Regions from separate parts of the Gossypium hirsutum genome. Here region 2 is linked to region 1. The links are chromatin contacts, called in public Hi-C maps. All regions are on one chromosome and are shown on one strand. Each heading gives the region's core, a stretch centred on a gene start, on an enhancer-like site or on the middle of the called end of the contact. The rest is flanking DNA. Distances are from core to core; before and after follow the strand shown. Region 1 has its middle 6.8 kb from the start of LOC107925560. Region 2 holds the start of LOC121229800.

Evidence for each region. Hi-C and Micro-C count contacts between places; a contact is called where the count stands out from the background.
Region 2: a Hi-C map of leaf shows a contact between it and region 1, with 3 times the contacts expected there. The contact joins the promoter of LOC121229800 here to the enhancer-like site in region 1. A contact is called at or near these places in 14 of 34 Hi-C or Micro-C datasets (anther, leaf and seedling).

Annotation. Positions count from the first base shown.
Region 1 is chrA01:115,828,842-115,833,946 of Gossypium_hirsutum_v2.1, forward strand. No RefSeq gene overlaps it. Among protein-coding and RNA genes, the nearest start is that of LOC107925560, 6.8 kb to the left of the region's middle. Within about 2 kb of position 3,575, at least 2 of the 9 cell types and tissues checked have an H3K27ac peak or open chromatin away from gene starts, as enhancers often do. A contact at or near this core is called in leaf, where this site is marked.
Region 2 is chrA01:115,878,917-115,884,214 of Gossypium_hirsutum_v2.1, forward strand. It overlaps LOC121229800, which reads left to right and starts at 3,908. Exons shown (of 4, transcript XM_041114671.1): 1 at 3,908-4,145; 2 at 4,664-4,752; 3 at 4,868-4,978. The coding sequence starts at 4,045.

The DNA.
Region 1 (5,105 bases), core at 2,325-4,824:
CAGACTTATAAAATCATTTGCCAAGGATCTCAATTAACGAAAATTTATGTCATTTCTCTTAGCAGCTGAAGGTATTTATGTATCTTTATAATATGCTACATTAATCAAGTCTAGTGAAGAATTCACACGCATTCAGTTTAACTATGAGATCAAATGGCTGTAGCAAAAATTGAAAATTTTATTGAACGAAGCTTCTTCCTCAAATAATTAATCACAAATATAATGAGAATGGAGTAGAGGACTAGAGAGTGCAGTGATAATTATTGCAGCATGTGGCAAATTCCACAATTTTTGATTGTTTTTTTTTTCTCTGCCATTTCATAAATGTAGTTTGTCTGATGAAATTAAAAAATAATTAAAATGTAGTCCGCTTTAAAGGTTAGTCAAAAATTTATCGAATCCGTCCCTTCATTTTAAAATATTTTTCGAAATTAGAGTATTTATTATAAACAGTGTAATTAATTTCAAGAAATGAATGATTGATTATAAAACATATTATTCTCATGAATAAAAATCAAACTTCTAACCATATAATTAAGATACAAGATGATGTCACATTTCATAATTAATTTGGAAAATCCCTTACTTATGCTATTGCAATGTGTAAAACAAAAGGGACCTCTCCTTGTGGATATTATAAATTATGTTCATTTAAATAAATTTTTTATATAGCTAGTGAAAATTGGGTTTATTAAATATGTTGGTAGATGGGTTACTAACATCGTATGATACTATTATTCTTATTCTCAAAATTTTCTTTTTTCAAAAGGTCTAGCATAGTATTAAATTTACTTATAAAACAATTATTAGATTTGTTCAAATTTTCAAATCTGGAGTACAATAAATATGAGAAAATTGTACATTGATTATGATTCATTTTCAAACCACATTAATATTCTCCCAGAATAAATAAAAGTAATTTATGGTAGTGTATTTCTATGGAAGGACTTCACTAGTATATATAACTATTAATGATATATATCTACTTCCTAACTTGAAATTTGAAATGATAAAATTATCGAAGAAATGTTAATTGTTTAGTGATACTAGTTAAGATGTTAACTACAAAAATAAAATTAATGAATTATTATTTTTAATTAAGTAATGCAAAAATGATTTTAACAGATTAAAGTCAATGAATTGGACTAAAATTCACACATGAACATTGCACATTGCACATAACGAGATTCAAAGACCTATGCATATAATTGCGTATGGTGAATCTTAAATTTAGATATTAAGTGTGCCAATGAATATATTTTTGACCATTAGAAACCATTAGGTTTGCTTAAAGAAAAACAAAAAAATAAAAAAAAATTCATTGAGATTTAAGAATAATCGAGATTACAAAATTCTTAATCATGAGGTGTGGTGGTTACTTACCTCATCCACTATGAAATCGAAAATTTAATCTTCGCTCATAAAAATAAAACTCATTTCATGATCAATTATTTACCTCTTTAAATAATACTCTTAATAACAAAATTAAAAGCTGCTATCCTCAATAAATACTCTAATTTCGAAAATTACAAACTTCTCAAAATAGTTGACTTGAATTGCAAGTAGAGACCAGTACTTTAGATGTAATGTGCAATGAAAATGATGGTTGCTTCTATCCGTTTCCCCCCCCCCCCCTTTTTTCTCTGTATCTCATAATTATTTCACAAATGAGCTGGTCTGATCAATTAGAAAAAACTTAAATGTGGTGTGGTTTTCGAGTGTCTGTCAAAACCACAATCTCATAATCTTTGGGGCTAGTAGAAACAACAAGTGACCTTCATCATGAGCCAGATATTGTATTCAATTTTAAAACTGCATCATTGCATGTCAATTTATTTGATTGTCCCAAATATATAGGAATCCCTATTATAATTAAAATGAAATCAACCCAATGTTAGCCCATTAGCTAGCATTACTTGCTTGTAGTGCATATACTGACAGTGATTTATTTCACCAATGATATATAAATTCTACTTAAAAAAATTATCAACATTAGAAATAAAGATGAAACTAATTTTTTTAAAAGATAAAAATGAATCATATATTATTAAAATTAAAGTGAAATTTTAAAATATAATTTTATATTAACATATAATTTTATAAAATTTTAAAAAATTAAATGATAAATCTATTATTTTTGGGCATACAGTTTTTGCTTTCCTCCTTAGCTAGAAGTAGACATAATGGACATCTTTATCTAGCTATTCTCTCTGAGTGGGGAACATGTCATTGCCTTTTGTGGTTGGCTAGATAAAACACTATTTGCCTTAACTTTTGACTAAAGAAACTCTAAGATAAGGACCAAACAAGTAAAGACCTTCCGGTTTTTCTAATCAAATTCTTCAACTATAGGGGAAGAAGACATAGTTTCCTTTATAATCCCAAATATTATGAGATAAGTTTAACATTAGGATTAGGCTTCACAATTCATTTATTCTTATTATTTTTCATGTCATAATAATGTCTGAGGTGATGTTTATTTGTATAAAGTTTAACATATTAATAATTGACTAAAATAAATTTAACAAATTAAGTCTCTAAACTTCTGTTAATTTTATGTAGATAAACCCTTATATTTGTGCACACCTAAATAAGTCCTTAATTTCTTTTGACTGTTAGCATTTTTCTAATTTAGTGGACTCATATAACATTTGGTTGGTAAGGGTTTACATGTGTAGAAACGAGATCATACGAAATCAATTAATTTATTGTTGCCAAAAGACCAGACAATTATGAAGTTTGGGACATGAAGTTAAAGTAGCTTTAGTGCATTGCTTGCCCAATGAATTGTAATACTGGGATTTCTAGATTTTGGAGCTTAAAAAGGTAAAAGAGATTATGATAATACAGAAGAAAAAGTGGCCACACAAGAGTCGTATCAAATTAATTCCTTAGGGAACTCCATAATTTTAATTCCTTGTCCCTCATTGTCATACCTTAACCATTTCAAACATAATATATTTTATAGTACACTTAATCGATCAAAGAGGACTCTATCTCACTTTATTGATAGCTCTTCCAACTATCTACCAATGCATGGCAAATTAAAGCATTTTGTAATTAGATTAGATTACATTCTCTAGTGCAAAGGTTATTACTTTTCAAAAATTATGAATTAATTGTAATTTTATTTCATAGAATTTAATTATTTATTTTTTAAAAAAATAAATAGAATTAAACATCCGACTACATAATTAAGAGATGAAGTAAACCATCACCACATCCCATCACACATTATTGTTTGTAATGCTTGATTTTAATTATTATTGATTTGGATGTATATTGTTTGAATTATAATTATAATTATACTTGTAATTTAAAAACCTAATATTTTAATAAAAATTAAAGGAAGATTTTTAGTTAATACGAAATTAGGCCTTTGTTTAGACTATAATCTTTTTTTTTCTCCTTTTGGTGCATGTCTACAACTCTTTAAATTAATGGGTTTCATTTGGAACAAACAAATAATGGGCCTAAAAAAGTCATGAGAAATCTAAAATAATTGACAGTATTCCTGGGCTGACTCCATCGTCTTAAAAGGCCCATGTATTTTATACAGTAGACAAACTTTACAAAATTGAAAGAAACAAGGCATGGCATGGGATTCAAATGAGCAGCAGCAGCAGCGAGGGGTTTGATTGTTCACGAAACTGCAAGTTATTAAATTGGACAGCAAAGTACTCATTCTCAAGTCACTATCGCACCAAATCCAAAAAAGCAATAAAACCCTAGTTACATACTAAATTTATATATGGATCAATTTTCCAACCACTTATATTAGCTGATAACTAGTTGCATATAATGATAAAGTATATTACAATTTAAAAAAAAATTAATTTTGAATTTTAAAACTAATATAGTTGAGAGTCCAATCATGAATTTTAAAATAATTAATTTTTATGAACAGTAAAATATATTATCCTAAATCTCATTTCACATAAATAATGGTTTTTTTAAATGTATAAAAAAAAGTTATTTGGGTTTTTCTTAATAATTTTTCTTCATTCACATACTATACTCTTTTTGTAATGAATTATGATCTTTTTGGTGTTGGCCTACTTCATCAAAGTTTAAAAAGTGTATAATGTTTCTTTTTGTCTTTTATCCCATTTAATTCAACTATATTTCTTAAAAGTTTCTTTTAACTAAATGGATGGATAAATATTATATAGGGTAAACTACATTATTAGTCACTAAATTATGAGTAAGTTTTCATTTTGGTCACTTAACTAAAAAAATTATAATTTGGTCACTAAACTATTCGAAAGTTTTCATTTAAGTCATTGAATTATTCACATTTTTTTATTTAAATTACTAGGCTGTTAAGTTCTTTTTTTAAATTCCACTAGTAAGCTCCAAGCGGTGATTCGATGATCAATACAATGGATCAATACTCATCGACAAGTAGAACATACCTTAAATCCAATCAATCTGATAGTCAGTGTTGAAGATTGAAGAAAAATGCTGTTTGAATTTTTGGTTCACGGATTTGTAATGTCTAAAGTTGTTTCATGGAAAAATATTGAACGGTTGAAGAGAAGGGAAAAAACAACTTTCGATTGGTACAAGCAATACAAATAGAAAAAGTCATATAACATCAAATTTAAAATTTTAACAATTTACATGAATTTTTTTGAATAATTTATTTTTGTTAAATGATAAAAATCTACTCATAATTAAGTATTTGATGATATAGCTTACCCAGTTATATAATGTGATGGGCCGTGCTATGTTATAGCATCCAAACTCCAAAGCCCTTTGATTATATATATCCTTTTTTTTTTTTTGAGAAAATAACTTTGACAATCGAGACATTGAATTAAAAGAATGGAAAGATACTGTTTGGTCGTAGTGAAAATCGATTTTTCTTGGAAAATGGAGTTGCCATTAATATGTCTTTATCTCACTAATTACCATACATTGGACCATACTTTAATTTCATGGTTTTTGAAATACACATTTTAATTTCTGTTTGTTTTTTTCCCCAAAGCCTTCGACAAGAAAAAGCCTGCAGAGTACAAATGCCTCTAATTATAAGGGTTGAGTTTGTTTGTCTGAAGCAGAAATTATTTGCTGCTGCTCCATTTTAGCATACGTATTCAGGT
Region 2 (5,298 bases), core at 2,658-5,157, 50 kb after region 1:
CCCAATAATTTATTATTCACCTTTGACCCTAGAGGCGAACTCAAAATTCTTTTTGGAGGGGCTGAATTTGGATTATAAATTTTTTAGAGGTCTAAAAAAGTAATTTTGTCGTTGTATTGATGTAAACTTTTATAATTTTCAATAGATTAAACTATAAACTTTTTTTTGTTTTCGGAGAAGGTGTAATTAAATTTTAAAATTTAGGAGGGACCAGAATACAATTTTACCATTAAATTAACTTAAAATTTTACAAACACTCAAGAGATTAAAGGAGCAATTTTTAATATTGGAGGTTTAGGGCCTTGCTTGCCCCTTAGACCTGTCCAAGGGCCGAGTAGCCCGTCCAACTTGGTAGGCACAACTTAACTTGGGTCGTGCTTAGATAAAGATTTTTACATTTTGGGTAGATTCTTCCCGGGCCCGATTTCAATTTAAAAAATTTAAAATATATATTTTTAATATTTTATTAATTTTAAATAGTAAAACGGACTTATTGGACGGCCCAATTCAACCTAAAAATAGGCCCTAGCTTAAAATATATTTTGAAACTAGGCTCACCTCTGTTGCCCCTCTAGCTTTGCCCCTATCTAGCTCCATAAACTAATTTTTTGGCTTAGTCCTCTCTTAAAAGAAAGGATATAGATTCGAATTCTAAAAATAACATTATTGAGAGGGTCAAATAATAATTTTAAATATAAATCGAAAAAATAAATATAAAAGATAAAACACACAATATTTTTTTGTTAAATTTTTAATGAAAATTCTTTTTAACAATTAATGAAAAAGATTTTATATATTAAGAAAATTGTATATATGATTTTGATAAAGTGTACTTTTAGAAACGGCCATTTCAGTATCATATTAATTGGATTGGATTGCCCACATTTTAGTGTGTTGTTCCATCTGGCATTTGGTTGGTAAGCCAGAAAATTTTCTCTCATATAATCAGTTAAATTCCCTCAACCAAAAATAAATTCAGTATATTCTAATAATGTCTATATTTATTGAAGCATTAAGATATAATCTAATTTGAATTTGTGGCTTTCATTGAAATTCTGTGCTTCTGATTTGACTAAATGCTAAATAAGTAGGCAACTAGATTTTCAACCTCACACGCAGTCTTAGATTTGTATAAATGTTTGAATTATCCTTCAAATATCAACATTGCTATAATATGTTAAAAGGGGTTTGAATTAAAATATTAATTTAGAAAAAAAATTGAATTTTATCTAAATTCATCGATTTAATTTAATAGGGATTAAATTGTTTAAAATTTTTATAGTATATCCAAAATATTTATTCATTTCGTTAAATATTTATTATAATTAATACACATTTAATATAATTTATTTATTTTTAGTATTTAAGTTTGGAAGTAGGGGAATTCCTTTTGTTAGCTTAACAAGGGAGGGAAATGGAGCCTCTTCTTGCCATTAAATTTAGGAAAAAACCATAAACATTCTTAATTAAAATTAATTCATTCATTAATGTATCCAATTAACATTTCATTCAATGGGATTTAACGATTAATATAAGTGACATTTATTTTTTTAACTCAAATGACTTTTTTTTAAATTAAATAAATAATAAAAAATATGAAATAATCTTCCTTCCATATATAGAAATTGGCTTCAAGTTCGTATTATTGAACCCCCCCCCCCCAAATTATGGAATTCATCAATCTCAAGCGGCTAATTTCAGCATGAATTCATTATAAAGAGAAAATAATTTTGGATAAAAGTACTGTGGAGGTCTTTGTACTAAAATTCAGATTATATTTTTTTATTTACTTAAAAAATAAATAAATTAATCACTGTATGTTAGATTAAATAGCAAATTAGTCATTTTTGTTAAAAATTCTATCTATTTCTACTATTAAAAACCGGTGTAGTTGACAAAATAACCAGATAGTTACATGTGATGTGCTATGTATACTTGATGTTGATATACAAAGACCAACTTTTAACGGTAGAAGTGGATGAAATTTTAATAGAATGACCAATAGACTACTTTTTCTTTTTTATAATAAAAAAATAAATTATAATTTAACTCTTAATATAATAACCTCCATAATACTTCTACTTTTAAAAAATTCTCATTCTCTAAACAATTTATTGGGCAGAATGTTGTTACACTCCATTGAAGCTTATTAATTAAAAAATAACCCCCCCCCGGGGGAAAGTTATCATGGTTAATTACGTATGTAATTCTCCAATTTTCTAACTCCTATTTCCGTGAGGAACATCCTATAGGAATTTGAGTAAGTATTGGATGCACACTTAAAAAAATCTAAATCTAATTAGTGAATGATTTTTCAAACATGTATTTAATTTTTTTAAAAGAAAATTTTATGTATATATGTCAGAATTTATCTAAGTGAAATTTAAAAAAAAAAAAAACCTCGTTCTTGACTTAATGGTTTGTATGTTTATACTAAATATCCACATCATCGATTCGAATCATAAGGATAGTATTATTGTGGTGTGCATGAATCAACCATGATTTATTCATGTTAAAGATGTGTAAATCAATCGCAAATATAAATTTTATTTTAGAAGTTTTATATGATTTATATTTAATTATTTGTTGTATTTATATGTTATTATGTGGATCATGAGTTTACTTTAAATTAAAGATGTATAATTAATAAATGTTAGGTACAATAATTTATATATTAAACTTTTAAAAAGGAAAATGTAGATTCAAATATTACAAATTTTGATGTAGTAAAGGTTGAATAGTTAATTTGAACTATACATTAGGAGTGCATTTGAAATGCCTAAATATAATTTTCATTTAAGAATAATTGGTAGATAAAATCCACATGCATCATGGTCAACTTTTGCTTTCTTCAACTAAAAGGGGAAAAAGAAAATTTAAGTGCAGCAACAAAATAAAAAATAAAAAATCCAACAAATATTTTTAAGTTATATCATTGATTTGGTGAGATTATGACAATATTATGATTTTATCCAACATTTTTCTAATCAAGCTTTAACTTGCAAGGCTTATAAATTTTAAAAAAAACCAATTTAAAGATTTAATTTATCTATATAATTATAAATTTATATTATAATTTTAGTTATGTTGGTTTATATAATATTTTTTAAGTAAAATATTCAAAATTCTAATTTTAACAATTCCAATTCCTTTCTATAATCTTTTTTTTTTGAAACAAATATTCACTGGAATATTATTCAAAGCAGGCCTAACAACCACACCAAAAGCAAATAGAACAAAAGTCAAAAAACCAAATACAAAGGAAACCCAAAAAGAAACCGAAGCCCAAACAGAAAAACAGTAGAAAAACCAAAAATAAAACACTATGACCCGAAAAATAAAACAATCCAGCAAAACGACAATGGGAGCTCTAGAGTCTTCGGCACTCCAGCTGTAATCCATTAAAAGAAAACCCCTCTTGAAAGCAACAAAAAAATGCATGGGGAGGGCCAACAAATCAGAAGCTTTAAACGTCCATCAATCTACACCATCCGAAAAATCTTCCCATTTCCCCAAAGCACTTTGGAGATAACACCCTGTTGAATTTGAAACTCACAGCAAAACAATTTCTTCAGAAAACACTCCCACCTAACTCTTCATTTCCCCTCCTTCTTGACTCTCTCGCCTCCTCCGTCCACCGCTTATCTTCAGCCACCATCTCCGCAACACCAGAAGGGACTAGATTCAACAGATAAGTAGAATCTCCTTTCTTAATTCCTTCAGATGCTAGAAAATGGGCTACCTTGTTAGCCTCCCTGTTAGTAAAGAGAAATACACATAAACTGAAACTTAAACTCAGCTTCAAAGCCTCATTGATATAAACTGAGATCTCAGAACTATCATTCATCTTTTTTTGCAGCTTCCGGATTACCGACTGAGAGTCTCCCTCAACCTCCACCTCTCTCAAACCAAGTTGTACCCCAAGATTCAGAGCCTGAACACACGCAACCGCTTCTGCTGCAAATACAGAGGGTATGTTTGTGTTCATTACAGTTTTTGAACATATGATCCTAGCTTCCTTATTACGCACCACTAATCTTGAGCATGATTCTTTTTTTTATGGTTGTTGAAAGCTGCGCCAAAGTTTATTTTCAGCCTCGATCCCATCGGTACAACCCATCTGTCCACATACACCCTTCTTTCAGGTACACAACAATGCAAACCATCAAGTTCCTTTAAATAGTTGTTCACAAAAATAACAATTTGAGCACTTGATTTAATCTCCCCCTCATGAATAAATCTATTTCGAAAAGTCCAAATCGCCCATAAAACACATGCTATCATTCTACAGTTAGCCATAGATCTGGACTCAAAACTACTTTTTATCCAGTCTCTGAAATTTAAGGTTTTATAGGAAATAGGCCAAAAAATACTTCACTGCTCCCATGTTTCCTTTGTAGAAGGGCATTCACGAAACAGATGCTCCTTTGTCTCCGCTCCAGATTAACACCACCGACACGTAGGAGAATCCAACATTCTTCGATAGTGTAGATTACTGAAAGTAGGTACATAGTTACACAAAAGTCTCCAAACTGTAATTTTAATTTTAGGGGTAGGTCCAGTTTCCATAGTTTCTTGTAAAGTTGTATGTAATCTGCTTGTATTTGGTTTCGTCCTTCATGTAAAACGATTTTGTGACCAATACGAACCGAGTACTCCCCAGACAACCCACGCCTCCAGATGAGAGAATTTTCTTGCTCAAACAAAGGAAGAGGAATGCAAAGAATTCTTTTTGCAACCGGCATAGAGAAGGTACTATGAATCAACTCAAAATTCAATTATCTAGAATTAGCATGAATCAGATTTGCCACTTTATTAATTCTAGGATTACTATTCATGTTTTGGACTCTGACCTCTTCATTTTTAGGGATCCAAACATCTTCCCAGATAGAAACTTTCCGACCATCCCCGATCTTCCATGCCATTCCCTTCAAAACTAGCCCCCTTGTGGCCCATAGACGTTTCCAGGTAAAAGAAGGTAAATTTCCCAATCTAGCGTTTAAGAAATCGGAATCCTTAAAAGTATTTGGCTTTTAAAGTATGCGCTAGTAAGGAATTAAGGTATCGTCGCCATTCCTGTTGGCCAATAAAGCTATATTAAAAGAACTCAAATGATGAAAACCCATGCCTCCTTCCTCCAACGTACATAAAGACCTCCAATCACACCAATGCGTCCTTCTCTTGCCATGATTATTCCTCCACCAAAATGAACCCATTATATTTTCCAACTCTAAACAAAGAGTTTTTGGTAAAAGAAAACAAGACCGTATAAGTGGGCAGAGCTTGTAAAATAGCTTC